Linked DNA regions of Zea mays: region 1 is linked to region 2. A link is a contact called in public Hi-C data. All regions are on one chromosome and are shown on one strand. The core of a region is the stretch at or near the end of the contact, and the rest is flanking DNA. Distances in the headings are between cores, read along the strand shown. Region 1 holds the start of LOC100281974. Region 2 holds the start of LOC100277194 (DUF4050 family protein).

The links. Hi-C and Micro-C count contacts between places; a contact is called where the count stands out from the background.
Region 1: a Hi-C map of leaf mesophyll shows a contact between it and region 2, with 2.5 times the contacts expected there. The contact joins the promoter of LOC100281974 here to the promoter of LOC100277194 in region 2. A contact is called at or near these places in 3 of 25 Hi-C or Micro-C datasets (bundle sheath, leaf mesophyll and tassel).

What each region holds. Positions count from the first base shown.
Region 1 is chr8:18,452,023-18,454,849 of Zm-B73-REFERENCE-NAM-5.0, reverse strand. LOC100281974 reads right to left here and starts at 1,534. Exons shown (of 7, transcript NM_001154891.1): 1 at 1,412-1,534; 2 at 926-1,000. The coding sequence starts at 994.
Region 2 is chr8:17,929,170-17,931,936 of Zm-B73-REFERENCE-NAM-5.0, reverse strand. LOC100277194 (DUF4050 family protein) reads left to right here and starts at 1,270. Exons shown (of 5, transcript NR_176298.1): 1 at 1,270-1,548; 2 at 2,157-2,379.

The DNA.
Region 1 (2,827 bases), core at 285-2,784, 520 kb before region 2:
CGCAAAAAAAGATACATGATACAGGATAAAAATTAGGAGGTAGACACAAACAGAAAAAAATACAGCATACACCACAGTATGCTCAATCTTAAAGTGCGCAAAGTGATAAAGTGATAAACTCATGCACCATGTGTCACACTCACATTCAGGCAAGATAGAAAAAACTTACTCCTTACAAGTTACCTGATGATTCATTATCAGCTAGGGCACAGGTGGCTTAACACATATACTAGAGTTCCCTCATGATTTATATATGCAGCATACATAGAACATGAAGTGGTTGGGTGATTTTTTATCAGCTAGAGGCTAGGGCACTGAAGCAGCTTAACACTTATACTAAGTCGCACCGGATACAAGTTATGTGCAGCAAACAAAGCAAATAGAATGGGTCGATTTTTTTTAAATACAGGTGTAGAAAACTAGAAAGATGCTGCCAGGGATGATATTTACTAGCCCAAAAGCAACTTAGAAGTTAGCATAGTGACAACAGATTACATCTAATGCCAAACAAAAAAAAAGGTTGTGGTCACATACCATCAGTATTCTCATTAGACGGGAACATAGGATGCATTTATCTAAATATATTATTGGACACTGGAAACTGACTGCATGAATCAGGTGTGCTACAGTTCCAGAAACTACAGATATACAGTTGCTCAATTGCCCATTAGAATCTCAGAATAGAGATGACTGTACAGAAATCATGTGAATCCAATTCCAAACCCTGACACAGTGCGCAAAACTCATGTGAATCCAATTCCATACCCCTGATGCACTGTAGTGGGCCAGAAGGAAATAGGTGCGAAATTAGGATCAGCACAACTCCGCCAAACAATCTCATCATGTCATTAGCATTTAGCGATAATCAACAATGACATAAAACCGTTAATTTCACGGAATGGCGGAATGGGTACAAGAGCCTTACAGCTGATGTCGATGCACGGGACGATCTCATAAGTCCCCTCACGAGGGCGGTGGAGAGTGATCTTGCCATGGTACCCTGCAGCGGAAATATACAGCAACAAACACCGCGATTAAGCAAGTGATCCAGCAATCGAACTGAAAATTCAACCAATAAACCCCATTCAGAAATAACAAAACTCGCGCTGCACGGAGGTAAGAACAGAACAAATTGTGCAGGCAGCTAGCCCCAAACCCTAGAGAATGTCTGGTCAGTCTAAACTCAGAAGAGTTCTTCTCTTTTTAAGTGTGGGAGAGTTATTGACAGATAATTTTGTTCACGTCCATCGATAAGGAACCCCCACCCCCACACACTGGTGATGGCGCGGATTATCCCGCCGCCAGACGACTCGACGATACAAGTTGAGGAGGAGGTCGTGTCGTGGTCAGCTGCGAGGAGGAGACACGGGTGCAGTGCACCAAAGAGGTGCGGGACTAGGAGGAAACTAACCGAGACGAGATCGACAACGAGGAAGAGTGGGAGGGGAGGAGGCGCCGCCGCGGACGGGAAACGGCGGCGAGCGGCGGAGGTCGAAGGAGAAGGGGAGTCGGCGAGAACCTGCAGCTGCAACGGAGGAGGCTAATCGGGCCTGTCATTCTACTCTGTAGCGGGCTTAGCATGGCACGGCCCAGTGTAGCCTTTCATCTCTACTCTTTAGAGGGGATGTGGTACAGAAGCCCAATTTGTTGAATCCGGAGATGGCCAGTTTGCTTGTGGAAGAGAATCCGCGGACGGCCCAACTCGGTGATGAGAAATAATCCGACCACTAATGACTGTTTTAGGAGCCACAAAACTAGAGGTGTAAGAGAGGCTAAAACCTTTTTCTTATTAAAAAATTAGATAAAAAAGGATTTTAGACCCTTCAATCTCATTCGGGTTTTCTCTTTCCTAAATTAGTTCTAAGGTAGTGTTTGGTTCCGGGGTATGATAGGATGGAACTGCTCCACTCCTATTTTATAGTTGTTTGAAGTGATTTTATATAGGACAAAGTGGCTCTAAAAAGAAAAATTATGTTAAAATATTGAACCATACCCCTAATCTCCCAAACCGAATTGTTCTCTGGGATGGAGCGGCTCTATCTCAACTGGCTCCATAACCAAAGCACTGCCTGAGGACCGTTTGTTTACCTTAATTCAGTTTAAATAAGTTAAGAGACAAACAAACAACACAATTAATTCAGTTTAAATAAATCAATAGATAAACAAACAACACAAATTATTAGGTGAATTATATAATCTAGATACCTAGATTATGATAATCCACAAGGCTATCTCCAACAGCTTATTCATCCCTGTACCTATATTGAAACTACACCCTACGAATATTGCAGTCTACAGTACAAAAACAATGTTTTAGATAACCATATGGGTGAATTGTTGAACACTGTCTAAGAAGGTCATTAGGTTCGTGTATAATCTATAAGCTAGATTATATAATCCTAGAAGGAAAACATGGCCTAAGTGTTTAAACACAACTGAGCTGTGGATACATTTTAGTTGCTCACCTTTCAATACTTCGCTACCGAATTATTGGACTATATATTAATAGTCTCACTACTATATGCATATATACTAGTTATATACCATGCATTGCTACGGTTTCTATTTATACTTGAGAATACGCGTGTGTCATGTTGGCTAGATAGGTATGAATATGGGTTTAGAACTAATAATTATAGTTTGAATCCCACTTATACATAATTTTTCCTTTTTACAATTTAAATGTGACAGACACGAAGAGATTCAGAATCCCTCAATTGATTTGGAATTTTACAAATATCGCCAACTTGATTTGTGTATATCTGATGTAATGTCGAGGTACATATTTTATGTTAAGAGCATCCTCAACGTTCTTTCGTAAATCATA
Region 2 (2,767 bases), core at 21-2,520:
CCCTATGTTTTTCCTAGGGACCTTTTTCTACAAACCAAACGACGTTACTATATTTTTTCTCTGTTCACCTTCGCTCCAAGGATTGGTTTGGAAACTTAAATCCCTCTAGGATTCTCGTGGATTGAGAGAAATATAAACTAATTTTCCATTCAATCCTAAGAATATCGGAGGAAATTTAAATTGTCAAACTAGCCACAAAAGGGTGAGTCTCCTATGTTTTTCCTATAGAGCTTTCTTACAAACCAAAGGGGTTCTTCCCTTTCCACCAGTCACTCGGAAATCATCTCTCATTTACTTATGATGCCGACAAGCCACGAAAGGAGGAACTTCACGATTGAACTGGGCTCGCCTCCACTTCTGGGCTTCAACCAGCTACTCAGCAAGAATTAGCACAACAGCTAGCACACTTTCGAGTTGCACTTACCGTCTCTCATATCCGTGAGGAAGGAACATGTGCCACTAGAGGCTAGAAATACTTCTCTTGTCAATTCAAGGAATGAGTCAAGGCAATACCATCTCGGAAGGCGACTCATATACAGAGAAGTCTGCTCACTCAGGTCTAATCTCATCTAGATGATCGGTTATTGGAAGCCGTTCTACAAATCCATGTCCTTGGATCTGACCTTCTCTTTAGCTTTTGGATTCCAGATCCAAGTGGTAGTATCGGGGCCCTTAGCTATTGTTCTTGAGAAATGTCCGGGTCTGGCCTATTCCTCAAAAGATGTTTTTATAGGATCCCTATCCACAGCAATTTTAACTTCTGGTTCCGACGAACGAATAATCATTAAGTCCTCCTCTTTCCTATATTTTTTCTTTTGTTTCACCTTTACCTAAAGATTAGTTTGGAAACTTAAATCATCTTCGAGGTTCTTGGATATTGAGTAGAAAATTAGCTTATTTTCGCACTCATCAATCAATGGAAATATTAGAGCGGATTTATGTTTTCAAATTAGCTTTAAGAACTTTTTATTTGATTATAAAGGGGTAGGAGGGGATTAAGATGAAACTAGAGGTAACTAACGCGCACACAACTAACAAGAATAGAGACAGCCTGAGCCCACCACATGAAGCGTCCGCGAGAGACCGTGGTGGACGTCCAAGAGCCAGGCCACGTCACGACGCGCTGTGAGAAGATGACCGCAGATTTTCCGATTCTCTCCGCTCCTCTCCTTTACTCTACCTTATCCCCCCAGGCCCCCACTGCAGGCCCACCAAAAGAAAAGATCACGACGCGACCCGCTCGCTCTCGCTCTCGGGCCCCAGTCCGATCGGGTCGGTGCCTACCCACCCCCGCTGGCCGCCGCACCCAGGCGAGGCGAGGCAAGGCGCGTCCCGAACAACGGAACCAACTGCACCGACCGAGTCAATCAATCCGGCGAGTGACCGAGTGGGGTAGGTTGTGTGCGGCATGACGACCACGCGCGACCGTGGCGCCGGCGGCGGATCGGCGTCGAGGGTCGGTGACGGGGACGTCGACCTGGGCGAGGGCTGGGACTGGGGCGCCATCCCGCGGCTCCTCTCCTCCGCCTGCCTCTTCCTCTGCTCCGGGTGGGTCCGCTTCGCTCATGTTCCTCTCCCCTCTTCCTCCCTCGCTAGCTTCCCACATCTGGTCAATCGAGTGCGACCTGCGCCGCCTGTGACAGAACCAACCGTAGGAGGGGTTGAACTGCCGCGACCGCGGGTGAAGCCAGCTGCTTATGCCGGGTGCGCGGTTGTGGATTCTGGGAGATTGACATATACGCTGTAGAGTAGAGTGCGACATAGATGGAAATATGGAATCGCGCCGTTGCGAGCGGCAGGGCGTTCCGGGCATCTGTATACGAGTTCGACTTATTAGATGCTGGAACTCAATTCACATCGTTTTTCAAGACGAAGCGCGCGCAAGGTAGTGGCGTTACCAGATTTAGCGACTACTGATCAGATGTCTGCAGTTTTGCAGCCTTCAGCCTAGGTGTGCCTACTTTATGTGGGAATAGATGTTAGGATGTCGCCGTGCTCTGGGTGTTTCACCCACTGCCGAAAGTCGGAGGTGACCTTGTCTGCCTCTAGATTGTGGCATGTCTGCCATCTGTTTCAGTTTCATATTCGGGTACCTTTACTTGTTTTTTTTATCTACTTATGCTAATTGTCTACATGATCAAACTCCTTCCGAACAGAGCAGAGGCTGTTTTGGTTGCTGCGATAAGACTGTAAAGCAACTGGGTGAACTGTCCAGAAACTTGATCACCCAGGACCAAATTACCATTGGAGAGCCATTTTGGAGCACAACCACCATCGAGGTTGAACCAGCAGATCTCAGTGGTGTTACTTCAGTCAATACATCTAACTTGGCCTCTGGAACTGGTAGCAGTCATAACCTTCCTGGACTTGGTAATAATGGTAGGTCACTCTGAATCGTTTTTTAAGGTCTGCTAAACTAGGGTGTTTTCACTGGATCGACATATTGTCTCATTTACTACAACCTTAACCTTGATTTTGTCCTAGCTTCTCTGAGCTGAGGAAAAGAATGTCAGTCTTAGTTTTTCCGTGGTTGTAATGAGAAGTTTATCTCCACTTGATATGTTGATCTTAAAAGTATTATTGCTTGGCATAAATCTCAATATTTATTTGAATTGTGTCATGATCTAACTATTGTTGGTACTTGGTACCAAGACTTACATTTGGTGTACTATAATATCATGTCTTAGTTTTCCATGGTTTTAATCAGAAATTTATTTCGAAGATTTGAAACCACAGTTTTGTTCTGTCATCTCATAACATCTGGTAC